Linked DNA regions of Mus musculus: region 1 is linked to region 2. A link is a contact called in public Hi-C data. All regions are on one chromosome and are shown on one strand. Each heading gives the region's core, a stretch centred on a gene start, on an enhancer-like site or on the middle of the called end of the contact. The rest is flanking DNA. Distances are from core to core; before and after follow the strand shown. Region 1 has its middle 15 kb from the start of Gm52860. Region 2 overlaps Gm26008 (a long non-coding RNA gene).

Region 1 (6,966 bases), core at 2,801-5,300, 190 kb before region 2:
GAAAAAGGAAAAAGAAAGAAGACACAGTGTTATCAGGTGGACAGAAAGGACAAAATAAAAGAGCTGAGGCGGAGGAGGAAGGCGAATTAGCTTCTGTGCCTCCTCCCTATGCCTCCTCAGCAGTGAAAACTTGACTTTCATATTGACTTCCCAGATGGACACACAGGTGATTGAGTTTATGGTCTCATTACCACGAGGTATTGTGTCCATCTCCCCTGGGGATCGACCAGATCAGGTGTTGATGTGGGCGAGAGGGTCTGTTTGTGTGTTTCCACAGGACCAGACGGAACCTCTTTGGGTGCCGGAGAGATTGATGAGACGCTGCAAGAATGAGGCTCCTGATCCAGTTGCCCCTGTGGATGTGGTGGATGGTCCCACAAGCACAAACAATGGAGCCGAGATGGGAGATCCTTTCGGTATTCCAGAAGCCGATACCAGCTCGACATGACATTCAAATTTTTCCACGCTTTTTGATCCCTGAATTCCCCTTAAAGAGATAGCCCCGCTGGCCATCTATCCCTTGCTTCAGGGAAGATGAGCGGGGATGAGAGCCCTGGGATGTATGCTTGTTATAGTGTGTGTGTGCGTTGTGTGTTTGGCACATGTGTTAGGTGCAGAGTGTGCGGCCCGCACTTTCGCCATGGTAGCGTAGGCTTTTGCTGCAGTGGAGGCGGGACAATCTCCTCAGATTCGGTTTGCCGCTCTAAAAGAAATTATGCTGCGTTATGCCGTGGGGTGCGAGGCTAAGCACTGCACAGAGGATAGCTTGCTGTTGGCATCCTGTGGAAGGCATGTCTGATTGCATGAAGGTTCAGTGTCCTAGTTCCCTTCCCTCAGGAAAAACGACACGGGAGCTGGCCAAGACCTCTCTGGGTGATGAGCCTAAGGGATGGTTTTGTGTAGGGCCCCTATGCTTGCACACTGGGGATCAGACCTCTACCTTCACCCATGAGGCTTGCTTGCAGCAATTAAGATCTGGCCATAGGTTCATTAACATCCTGGCCTTTTGATGCACCTGCCACAAGCAAAACACAATCTCCCCAGGTGTGGCTTGGCATAATAGAGAGGTAGTCAGTGATAAGACTCCCTGGGCATGTCACCAACCTAAGACAGGGATCAAACCAATGCTGTTTGTCACCCAAGGACGGGTAAGGGGCATGGCTGCGGGGGGCTATCTACAGACATTCTCTCTGCCAAAAAAGAAAAAAGGGGGAATTGTGGGGAGCGGGTGTGGCGGCAGTCCTAAAGGCGCCAGGGACTGCAGCTAAGTCATATGACTTGCACCTGACTTCCTCATATAAGACACAAACATCTTGAGTGCTGCGCAGGTGTACCAGGATACAGGTGAATCCAATTTGGTGGAGATTTGCCCCTGCTGCCCTGATTAGCTGAAGCTGCGTGCCTGGTGAGGTGGCGTGGCCTGCTGTGCATGGATGGGAACTGAGAGTATAAAAGAGTGAGAGGCCCAGGGTTCGGGGGAGATATAAAAACAAGGGAAGATATAAAAACAAGGGAGATATAAAAACAAGGGAGATATAAAAACAAGGGAGATATAAAAACAAGGGAGATATAAAAACAAGGGAGATATATGGAGAAAGAAGAAACAGGACTGAATAAATGTGTGCAGAAGGATCCTGTAGCAGCGTCGTTCTTCCTGGCCTGTTGAGCGTGCACAACAAGTGTGGCGCCTCGAGAGAATGCTCAGGGAGCAAAGGGCCAGTGCCAGGCCTGATGCCCAAGTTCAACCCTCAGGCTACACAGGAGAAAGAGAAAACTGACACATTGTCCTGGGACTTCCATAGCACACACGTGTGCGTGTGCACACTCATACATACACACACACACTATTCAAATAAAAAGTACACATACGTACACATGCACACATTTTAAAACAAAACATGGCCTGGAGAGATGGGTCAGTGATTAAAAGCACTGAATGCTCTTCCAGAGGTCCTGAGTTCAATTCCCAGCAACCAGATTAGCTCGTAACCATCTGTAATAGGATCCAGTGCCCTCTTCTGGTGTGTCTGAAGACAGCAACAGTGTAGGAACATACGTAAAATAAATAAAATCTTAAAAATAAATAAATAAACCATGAAAAAGCCACAAAATGGAGAGATGGCTCAGTGATGAAGCACTGCTCTTGTGGTAGACAACAGCTCAGCTACTGTTGTCTAAACAGGGTGTTCACAATTGCCTGTAACTCCAGCTCCAGGGGTTTGATGCTGTCTTCTGGCATCCAAGGGGACCTGCGTGCACATGGGCATGCACACCACTCACACACACACACTACATACATGTGCCACACGCATTTTTTTAAATGTTTGAAAAAAGAGCAGGAAAACATTATACAACCATGAAAGCAATAGATGAGTGTCATTCTCTCTCAAAGGGAGGGGCCTCTTTGTTGCTGGAAACAGCTTTTTCCTTCACCCAGGTACCTTAACAGCATGCTAAGCAAGACCTTTACCACAGATCCTGCAAAGGAAACCACACAAAGAAATTTCCAGAGGCTTGGTGAGGGTGAAGCCAGAGCTAAGGAGTTCCAGAGGCTGAGAGATGTGGTAAATTCTCCTTCCCTCTTGTCTTGGTTTCCCTGAGCCCTGGGACAGTACAGGCTAATCCTGTATGCTCCCGGCCTTGCATTTTCCACCCGTTTCCTTGTTCGATTGCAATGAAAGTCCCAGAACATAAACTTAGCCGTTTTTAAAGTAAAGAATTCGGGGGCATGCAGTATACTCACGGTATGCAATTACAACCTCTCTTGCATTAATAAACTTCCTTTTCCTAAACCAGAATGCACATCCATTTGGCAGTGGTCCCTTCTAGGCAGACTTTGGTGGTAGGTGGGGCTATTTCAGGTCTGACCAGAGGCAAGAACAGGAAACAGCAAAACAAGGCAGGTGAACAGGCTATTACTACCCACACCTGTCGAAGCCAATTAACTGTGCTCCATGACTCTCTATTGACCACACCTTAACCCCACCCAGGCCCTAGGTGGAGTTCAGTTGCCAGCTTCTGGCTACAATTAGGTAGCCTGGTACCAGCTTCCCTAACAAGGACAAGGTCTGTGTCCCTTACCTGCCCACCCTTTTCCTAACGGACACACGGACACACACAATTCTACAACCAAACATCACAGGCACAGTCCCTTCCCAGCAGGACTAATTCCTGTACTCCCTGGGCAGAGTAGAGGCTACATTGTTCTAGAGAACAGAGATTTACTGCAGATTCGCACAGAGCTAGACTTGGGCTCTGGCTAAATGACAGTCGTAAAACTACTTGAGCAAGGGTCTGTGGGTGCAGCAGGACCGTGTTCACAGGCCAGCAGAGCAGTAGGGTTTGGCCACCGTGTAAGCAGGATGGCCCCTGCCCACCCTGTTCCTCAAGTTTCTCTTGGAGCCCTGGAGCCTGGACTGAGGCTCTTCTCCACACTATTATCTCTGTGCCTCAGCAACCTATGGGAAAACTCCAAGCAGGGCCAGAGATGGCATAGCAGGACCAGCCTGTAAGGTGGGGCCAGCCTGTGTTAATGAGACTCGTGAAGAAGCTGGTAAATTTCCTAGTGATAACAAATTCAAGAGAGTAGAAAGGAAGAGGCAGTTTCGCTTCGTTGTTGGACTTCCTGTGGGTTATTCCATTTTGTTTTGAGACAGCCCCCTCCCTAACTGTCCTGGAACTCACTGTATGTCAGGCCGCTCTCAAACTCTCAGAGATCTGCCTGCCTCTGCCCCATGACTGCTGGGATTATAAGCATATGTCATGCCCACCTTGATGTAGGCATAATATTACTGTGCTCTGTGTAATTCAGGTGTTGATTTCTGTGTTCCCTTACCTGGTTGTAATCCTTATTCTGAGACTCTCCTGTCTCGAGGTTCTGTAAACACGGCTCCCCAGCCTTTCCCTGATTAGTCAATAAAGAAGCTGATCAGCTAATGAATGAGCAAGGGAAAGCATAAACCTGGGCTTCCTCCCAGCCCTGGGAGGTTGAGGGGGTAAAAGAGAGAGGAAAAGGAGATTAGCCTTGGGGAGAGACTTCCGGAGACACCTTGAGAAAACAGCTGGAGCACAGAAAGCCATAAAATGCAAGTATGTCAGGATTTTAGCTGGGAGGTAGCCAGATTAGCACAGAGGATTAATGGAGTAATTCTGCCCAGTTGTTGTGCCCTTCAAGCTTGATAAATACATAGTCAGTTCTCAATGATCTGGGTGCTAGCTGGGTCAAGAGGAAAGCTGACACATTTGTAAAACAATGTGGCTAACACCTTGAATTCGTTTTTAATCCATACAGCTTTGCAGAAAGGGATGCCAGTGTCCAGAAAAGGCAAAAATGGCCAGCATTGTGACTTGACAGAAAACAATGTTTAAATCCTTTTTTTAAAAAGATGTAGGGGGGCTGGTGAGATGGCTCAGGGGTAAGAGCACTGACTGTTCTTCCAAAGGTCCTGAGTTCAAATCCCAGCAACCACATGGTGGCTCACAACCATCCGTAACAAGATCTGACTCCCTCTTCTGGTGTGTCTGAAGACAGCTACAGTGTACTTACATATAATAATAAATAAATCTTTAAAAAAAAAATAAAATAAAAAAAAATAATAAAAAAAAAAATAAAAAGATGTATTAAAAAAAAAAAAAAAAGCCGGGCGGTGGTGGTGCATGTCTTTAATCCTAGCACTTGGGAGGCAGAGACAGGCAGATTTCTGAGTTCGAGGCCAGCCTGGTCTACAAAGTGAGTTCCAGGACAGCCAGGACTACAGAGAAACCCTGTCTCGAAAAACCAAAAAGAAAAAAAAAAAAAAAAGAAAAGATTTATTTATTATTTATAAGTACACTATAGCTGTTTTTCAGATGCCCCAGAAGAGGGCATCTGATCTCATTACAGATGGTTGTGAGCCACCATGTGGTTGCTGCGATTTGAACTCAGGACACTGAGCCATCTCTCCAGCCCATCTTAAATCCTTAAATGGGGAAAAACTCTTACCCTCTTCTTCTACAAGCTGGGATCCGCATCCCGAATTCTCCCATTGACAAGGACGCAAAGCTTCATCCAATGAACTGTTTGGGACTTGGACCTGCCTTCCCAGTCCCATGCCATTCTGGGCTCAGTCACTTAGAAGACCGCCTGTACCTTACTAACTCTCAGAATTCTTCTTTTTTTTTTTTTTTTTATAAGTACACTGTAGCTGTCTTCAGATGCACCAGAAGAGGGCATCAGATCTCATTATGGATGATTGTGAGCCACCATGTGGTTGCTGGGATTTAAACTCAAGACCTTTGGAAGAGCAGTAGGTGCTCTTAACCACAGAGCCATCTCTCCAGCCCCAGCTCTCAGAATTCTGAGACAAGCAGGTGCTAGCCCCTAGCTAAGGGAGGGAGAGGTCATATTGAAAGTAGACCATAACTATTTCCTACACTGGGCAACATGGGGACCCAAAGCCTATAACAGCCTGGCAAGAGATATCGTCTAGAGCAGAGGCTGTCAACCTTCCTAGTACCGTGAACCTTTAACACAGTCCCACATGTTATAGTGACCCCCAACCATAAGATTACTTTAATTGGGCTGGTGAGATGGCTCAGTGGTTAAGAGCGCCAACTGCTCTTCCAAAGGTCCTGAGTTCAAATCCCAGCAACCACATGGTGGCTCACAACCATCCGTAACGAAATCTGATGCCCTCTTCTGGAGTGTCTGAAGACAGCTACAGTGTACTTACATATAATAAATAAGTAAATAAATAAATAAATATATATAAAAAAGATTACTTTCATTGCTACTTCATAAGTGTAATTTTGCTGCTATTGTGAATTATAATGTACATATCTGACATGCAACCCCTTCTGATAGCTTAAATCAACATATTTCTGGTTCTTATTTCAGCCTTTTGTTTCTTTTTAAAAAAGAGTCTCTCTACTCTAAGCAGCCCTGGTTGGCCAGGAGCTCATGGTGTGGACCAGGCTTGGACCCTCCTGTCTCTGCCTCCTGAGTGCTCAGATCAAAGGTCCACACCCCCACGTGTGTCTTGTTTCATTCTTTGTATAAAATTGTTAGCCTGTCATAGAAATGGCAGAGAGAAGCCAGGAATCTTCCTTCAGTACCTTTTGACCAAACTATAAATAAATGGATTTCCCTTTATCAAGATCTCCTGAACGATTTTAAGAAGCTTAATACTTGCCGGGCGTGGTGGCGCACGCCTTTAATCTCAGCACTCGGGAAACAGAGGCAGGCAGATTTCTGAGTTCGAGGCCAGCCTGGTCTACAGAGTGAGTTCCAGGACAGCCAGGGCTATACAGAGAAACCCTGTCTCAAAAAAATAAATAAATAAATAAATAAATAAATAAATAAATAAATAAAAGAAGAAGAAGAAGAAGCTTAATACTTACAAATCAGGACTGGAGAGATGGTTCAGTGGTTAAGAGAATCTATTGCTCTTCCAGAGGAAGAGCAACTCAATTCCCAGTGTTACAGTAACACTCCCTGTAACAGCAACCCTGCTCTAGACTTCATGGATACCCACAAACATTACACACACACACACACACACACACACACACACGCATGCACGCACAATTTAAAATAATAATAATAGTAATAATAATAATAGAAGACATGATTCTGGACATGATTCTGGTGTGCCTATACCATGATTAGGAGGCAGACTCATGGCTGATAATCTGGGCTAAAAATAATCAAGGGGATTCTCATCTGCTGGGAGTTTCCCCTCTGTTCCCTGGCCTTGGATGTCCGTTATCTACAAATACATATTGATTAGTTTATAAAGGAAAGAGGCTTTTTGGATTTTGACTGTGCTCATGTATGAGGAATACTCTTAGTTTTATGGCCTGGAGAGGTCCTGGTGAAGTCTCACAGTTCAGACCTCCTCGGTTTGCTTTGTGTTCTGAGTGCTCATCTGTGAAGATGGTGCATTTTAAGTGTTCTTTTTGAAGGCTTGGTTAAGCCAGTAGCTGAGT
Region 2 (6,681 bases), core at 2,815-5,314:
TTTTCTCCTCCCACCATGTAGGTCTTGGGGATTGACTCAGTTCTTCAGAGCAGAAAGAAAGTCCTTTATTCCTCGAGCCAGCTCATCATCCCACTTGCTTCTTTTGATTCCGGATCTAATGAAAGAATCTTTCATTTATATGATGTCTTCTGTTAGTAATTTCTTGTCTGACGACTTCCTTATCCCTCTCTTTGGCTGTAAGTCCTTTCTGATTTCGTTTATATCAAATTACCTTAATATTTTAAAAATACTTTTTAAAAATTATTTATTTATTGAGACAGGATATCATTGTGTAGTCTGGCCTGGAACTCCATGTGTAGACCAGGCTGGCCTTAAACACCTAGTAGTCCAACGGTCTCTGACTTTTAAGTGCTGGCTTAGTGTGCACCTCAATGTTCAATCAACTAACCCTGTAGCAGGTCTATTTCAGACCTGCCAGCAGTATGAATAATGACATAGAGGCTTTTTAAATATTTTAAAGCTTAGGCTTTTCAGCTAGAGCAGTCCCCAGCTATTCTAACCTGACTAATCCCAGGACTAGATCCTGTCAGGCTAGCTCCACCTCTCTGCTCTGCTCTGGTCTGTCCCTTTTACCTTGGTGTCCGCTGGCTGAGTCTGTTTCTTCTCCCAGCCTCCCTCCCCCTGCCCAGAAGTTCCTGCCCAGCTATTGGCCATCCACTCTTTATAACAGCCAATCAGATACAATTCTAGATTGTCTTAGGCAGGTAAGGAAGAAGGAAGATTTACAAAATAGACTGATCATGGGCCATAGAGATAACAATACCAAGATCTTGCCAATATTTAACTTTCTGCCTGTACAAAATTACAGAGACACACCTTCACACAGTGTACCCCAACAAACTCACTATTAAAATAAACATAACAGGGCTGGAGAGATGACTGAGCACTGGCTGTTCTTCCTTGAGTCCTGAATTCAATTCCCAGCAACCATATGGTGGCTCACAACCATCTGTAATGAGATCTGATGCCCTCTTCGGTCATGCAGACATAAATGCAAATAGAATCTTCATGTACATAAAATACATACATAAATAAATATTTTAAAACAAACAAACCCCATTTAGCTTTTGACAATGTCTTGTAACCTAGGCTAGCCTCAACCTTGGGTTTCTATCGCCTCAGCCTCCAAAGTTCTACAGTTATAGGTGTGTAACATGGTGTCTGGTTTAAAATTCCATTCATTTTTTTTAAATGTCTGAGTATTAGAAGAAAAACATACTATTGTGCAGGAAGACTATTCAGGATTATGGCAATAATCATTTAAACATGGAAGGAACTCAGGCTGTAAATACAGGGACAGGAAGGGATTTAGAACCAAAGGGCAGGATGAAGTGGGCAGCAGATGGAAGATTAGTGACAGAAAAGATGGAAGATTAGTGACTAGAAATCAGGGGTTACTCGATAAACTGGCTGAACAAAGTTCTTGCTGATCTGTTAAGGGTTTAGTTATCTTTAGCCATCAATGGTGGTGTGTCAGGAACTCAATCAGATATAGAGGGTCAAGAGGTGACACAGCAAGGACCTGTGATGATACTTGCCTTTGGTTTCAAACCCCAGGACAAGGGACAGAGGTGTATGTATTTCACACATCAAAGCAGACCTGGCCTCCAGTTCTTCCTGAATCCTTCAGTCCCTACTTGGCACTTCCTTCAACCCTGAACTTCCAGCCCAGAGGCTGGGCTGCTCTTCCTCAGAGTCTCTTTCTTAGATAAAACAGACATTTTGGTCTTCTCCATCTCTCTTCTTTTCCTTCTCTCTCTTCTCTCTCTACCCACACACCTTTTTTCTCTTTCTCTCCCCACACCCTCTCTCCCACTGGTGACTTGCCTGGCCTTAATCCTTGGCATCAGTAACTTTGCCCAAGAGTAACTTGACAGTAAGCCTACATTTAATACAATCTAATCTGGTTTAAATTGTCTCCTTTCTTCAGCGGAGAAATTGCCTATCTACTAGGCTGAGCATGCCAAGAACAGTATGAAGGCCAAGCAAGGCCCAGGCCTTGCTGAAAAGATATTCTAGTTGGTCATGGCAGCATACATCCTTAATCCTGGAACTCCCTAGGCAGAGGCAAGTAGATCTCTGTGAGTTTGAAGTCAGCCTGATTTACATAGAGAGCTCCAGGCCAGCCAAGGGTACACTGTGAGACCCTCTCTTAGAGGTGCACGATGTAGGGGTTAATGTTTGATTAAAGTGAAAGTCTTGTGTTTCTGTTTTTGTTTTTTGTTTTTAAAGACAGTTAGCCCAGCGTGGCCTGGAATTCAGCAATGGTTCTGCCTCAGCTTTCTGAGTGCTGGGATTGCAGATGTGACCCACCACACTTGGCTAGGGAGTGTCTTTATTACAAGTTGACTTTTTTGATTGTATATTACACACTGTGAGTTGGCCCTTTAGATATTAATGGTAAAGAATGGTGTGTGTGTGTGTGTGTGTGTGTGTGTGTGTGTGTGTGTGTGTGTGTGTGACTAATGGGGGAGGCCACATGAGTACCTACCTGTATGTGTAGAGGCCAACAAAAATTTTAAATGTTTCTTTGTGTCAGTTTATGTGGTCATGTGTGCAGGTACCTTCAGAGGCCAGAAGAGGACGCTGGATCCCTGGAGCTGGAGCCATAGGCAGTTGTGAATCATCTGACTTGGAAGCTGGAAACTGAAGTGAAGTTAATCACTTTTGACAGAATAACTCATAGGTGGTAGAGGTATTTATTTTAGATTAATCACACCAGGAGGTGCATAACCATTGTACTAACAGGGACACTCAGTTTGATCACTTGGGTGGGTGTGGCCCGCCAGCTCTCTCTGTTGGAAAGGGAATTTATTCCTTTGGTAATTTCTGCATTGTCTGGAAGTGCTTCTTTAGCCAACATATTTTGCTCTCTAGTAACCTTCCATAATCTTTGCCCAAGTCGTTTATGTCACCAGGGGCTACATAGCCGTGATTTCCAATTTTAATATTTTTATTAGCATGTACTAGTGATACATGACCATGGGTTTCCTTACGGCATTTTCATGCACGTGCATACTGTGTTTCCGTGGTCTTTGGCACCCCCTTACTTCTTGTTCACTCTTCTCCCTCTCCTGCTGATTCCTTTCCTTAACCAGTTCTTATCCTATTTCCCTGTCGCGCGTGCGTGCCTGCGTGTGTGTGTGTGTGTGTGTGTGTGTGTGTGTGTGTGTGTCCCAATTGTTTGTGGGATTTGGAGCGCCTTATCAATGGCTACAATACTAAAGAAAATGTCTCTTCCTGCCAGCATCCCATAACTGCGTATAGATCTTCAGGGAGGGTGGAGGCTCGTAAGTCCCTCCCTCTTCTTGACTGATGTGGACAGGGCCCAATCAGTACTAAATTGCTAATAACCATCCTTGGTCAGGCCAGGGATGTGGCAAGAAAGACTTCTTCCACATCAACCGGAAGCCTCTCCTGGGACAAGGGAATTGAGTGGTAGTCCTGGATTTATTTGGATGTCAACTTCAGCAGGGTGGGCCAGCAACAACTTAGCAGGGGTAGGGGAGGTGGCAAGGTAGGGTGAGGGTAAGGGCGAGGGTGAAGGTGAGGGCGAGTGTCAGATGTACCTTTGCCCAGGTAGTCAGCTGGGAAAGCAGAGACACCGGGCCAAGCTGGAGGTCGTGACCGCCTGGAGAAAAGACCTCCCCTTTCTGATTTACACAAAGGTTCCCCATGAGTTTGCGGGAGCCTCCACTGGTCTGAAAGTGTTCCAGGTTCAACACCGAGGGCTTATTATCTCAATAAGAAAAAGCTGCCTCTTCCCAACAGGAATTTCCAGTCGTGGTTATTAGCCTAGGTGTGACCCAAAGGTAAGAGTCATCGAGTTTCTCCTCAGCTCAGGTTCACCCCACAGTCTGTTCCCTGGTGCTTTTCTTAGCTTTTCTTAGCACAGCCTTTCACCCGTCTTTTTTTTTTTTTTTTCTTTCTCCACTTTGACCTCAGGGTGTCAGCTTCAGGCTGTGTTTAGTCTTAATGCCAGTACCACAAGTCTCTGGTCTTTCCTCCCCTCCCCCTTCCTTCTCTCTCCCTGGCTTAGAAAGAAGTGACTAAACGAGTCCCTCCCGAGGTGAGGTGAGCTCTCTCCCGGGAGTCACAGGGTGGGGTGAGGTGGGTGACATCAAGGGAAAGGGAAAAGGAAAAACAAATAGAAGCAGATGTCTCTGCAGCCCAGGTCCTGGCCTAGGGGATCATGGGGGCACAGAGGAGGTGGGGGGGGGGCGGGGTAGGGACAGGGATGGCAGCTGATAAGTGTTTCCAACCTGGGCCTGGACTCCCTGGAGCCTGAAGCTAGCTGGGCTTCTTAGTCCTTACCTCTCCACGGTCACCTGATTCCTCTTCCAGGGATAGGCCAGTGGCCCTCTCTTCCCTTCCTCCTTATGTGGATTGAGGTCATTTGTAGCCACCCTCCTTTGAGCCAGTGAACACCACATGTTTAAAGTGTGTGGAAACAACTATGGACCAAGTCTGCTGTGTCACCAGGAAACACTGGGTTCCCTTTGCAGGTTCTCAGTTTCATAGACGAGATAATTAAAAATGGATACAGAAAAGAACTCACCAGTTATTATGCCTAAGGAAAACAAACAGCCAGACAGTGGAGGTTGGGATCCTTGAAGCTGCATGGAGCACAGAGCCAGAAGGAGCTAAGCCTGCAGGCTCAGCAAGGAGACCTTACACCTGTGGGGGCTTTGGGTTTAAGTACTGTCATCCGTACAGGGATAGTGCTTCCATTTTAAAATGTTTATCTTCAAGTGTGGTAGCATAATGAACAGGCATTCAATGCCATCCACAGCTGTCCAGTGAGTGTGGGGATACAAAAGACTGTCCCAAAGCAAAAAGGAAAGCTGGGTGCAGTGTCGCACACCCAGCACTCAGGAAGCAGAGGCGGGTAGATCTCTGTGAATTTGAGGGCAGCCTGGTCTACAAAGTGAGACCCTGTCTCAAAAAACAAAATGATGATGATGATGGTGATGATAGTCATTCCTGACCCCACACTGGCTTCCTGCTTGTGTTTACTCCATTCCTGTCAGTGGTGGTATGGGATTGAAGATTTAGCTTCACTTTAGCTATCAACTGTGGCAGCCATTTTCTCCCCTTTATAGAGCTCCCCTCCCTTACAGGGACCTCAAACCCAATTATAATCATCACAGCAGGAAAGAATTTTGGACAAGGCCAGCATGAAGCAGAGATAGAGTTTATTTCATTTGAAACCTGGCGTCATGTAGCCCAGGCTGTCCTCAACCTTGCTATGTATCAGAGTTTAACCTTGACTTTCTGATCCTCCTGGCTCTCCCTCTCAAGTGCTAGGATGACAAGCATATACCATCATGCCTGCTTTTATGGGGTGTAGAGTTCAGACCCAGGACGTTGCACTTTCTAGGTTAGCACTCTACCACCTGAGCTATAGCCGCAGCATCACAGCTCGGATTTAGTTTGTTTAGCTGTTGAGACAGGGTCTCACTGTGTGTCCCTGGCTGGTCTGGGACTCACAGAAATGACCTGTTTCTGCTTCCTGCATGCTAGGAATAAAGGTGCTTGCTGCCATTCCTTACAGAGTTTATTAAATAGCACAGATAGATAGATAGATAGATAGATAGGTAAATAGATAGAGATAGATAAGATATAGATATGTTTTTCTGAGCCCTGGCTGTCCTGGAACTAGTTCTGGAGGTAGTGGCAGCAGATAGACTCTGGAGGTGGAGTTCCAGGCAGTTGGGAGTTGCTTGACACGGGGGATGTTGGACTCCTGGCTGCAGGTGGAGTATGTGAGCCATTTCCCCAGACTCTTTATAAAACATTATTTAAACATACTTAAGAGCAGAGGTTAATAGAGAGGTGCTTAGGACAAAGGGTCGAGTCCAGCTGGCTTAACAATACTTACATGTAGGATTCTGGTTGTTTCGAAAGTTGTTATTTACAAAGTTTGCTAAGAAATGTAAATGAAATCTCAGGATGGACAAAGGTATGCCAGACAGGATTGTACTTGACACAGGGAAGCAATAGGATGCCTCACTGTGAATTAGTTAATAATGTTTTTAAATTGGCTGTGTATATATGTGTGTGTGTGTCTATCTATCTATCTATCTATCTATATCTGCACATGCATGAGGAGGTCAGAGGTCAATTAAAGGAGTTAATTCTATATTTCTACCATGTCAGTCCAGGTGATAGAACTTGGGTTGGCACCTTTACCCACTGAGCCCTTTTGCCAGCATAATATAATGTAATGTAATATAATGTAATATAATATAATATAATACAATGTTTTGTATGTGGAATTCTGGGAAAAAATCTAGGAGAGGAGTAAGGTCCTACCTGAGGTCATACAGATGCAGGCCTTAAGCCAGGTTTGTTGTTATTTTAACATTCATATCTGAAAGTATTTCTATATAAAAGAAATACTTCCTCTGGTGGTAACAATATAACAAATGTTGATAACCAGGAAGGTTTTTTGTTTTGTTTTGTTTTTTTGTTTTTGTTTTTGTTTTTGTTTTGTTTTGTTTTGTTTGAGACAGGATTTTTCTGTGTAGACTTGTCTGTCCTAGAACTCTCTTTGTAGACCAGGCTAGCCTTGAACCCACAGACAACCACCTGCTTCTGCCTCCAGGGTGCTGGGATGTGCCACCAAACTTGATAGCTGGAACTCTTGATTCTCAACTA

What was found. Hi-C and Micro-C count contacts between places; a contact is called where the count stands out from the background.
Region 1: a Hi-C map of embryonic stem cells shows a contact between it and region 2, with 3 times the contacts expected there. The contact joins two enhancer-like sites. A contact is called at or near these places in 7 of 39 promoter capture datasets (the 3T3-L1 cell line, 3T3-L1-derived adipocytes, cranial neural crest and 4 more), 6 of 484 Hi-C or Micro-C datasets (the G1E-ER4 cell line and embryonic stem cells), 1 of 115 datasets of contacts at active chromatin or transcription factors (embryonic stem cells) and 1 of 9 other capture datasets (embryonic stem cells).

The regions. Positions count from the first base shown.
Region 1 is chr6:39,451,950-39,458,915 of GRCm38.p6, reverse strand. No RefSeq gene overlaps it. Among named protein-coding and RNA genes, the nearest start is that of Gm52860, 15 kb to the left of the region's middle. Within about 2 kb of position 4,050, at least 23 of the 459 cell types and tissues checked have an H3K27ac peak or open chromatin away from gene starts, as enhancers often do. A contact at or near this core is called in embryonic stem cells, where this site is marked.
Region 2 is chr6:39,266,579-39,273,259 of GRCm38.p6, reverse strand. Gm26008 (a long non-coding RNA gene) reads left to right here. Exons shown (of 6, transcript XR_001785221.2): 3 at 22-197; 4 at 2,561-2,716. Among named protein-coding and RNA genes, the nearest start is that of Gm34147, 4.3 kb to the right of the region's middle. Within about 2 kb of position 4,064, at least 39 of the 459 cell types and tissues checked have an H3K27ac peak or open chromatin away from gene starts, as enhancers often do. A contact at or near this core is called in embryonic stem cells, where this site is marked.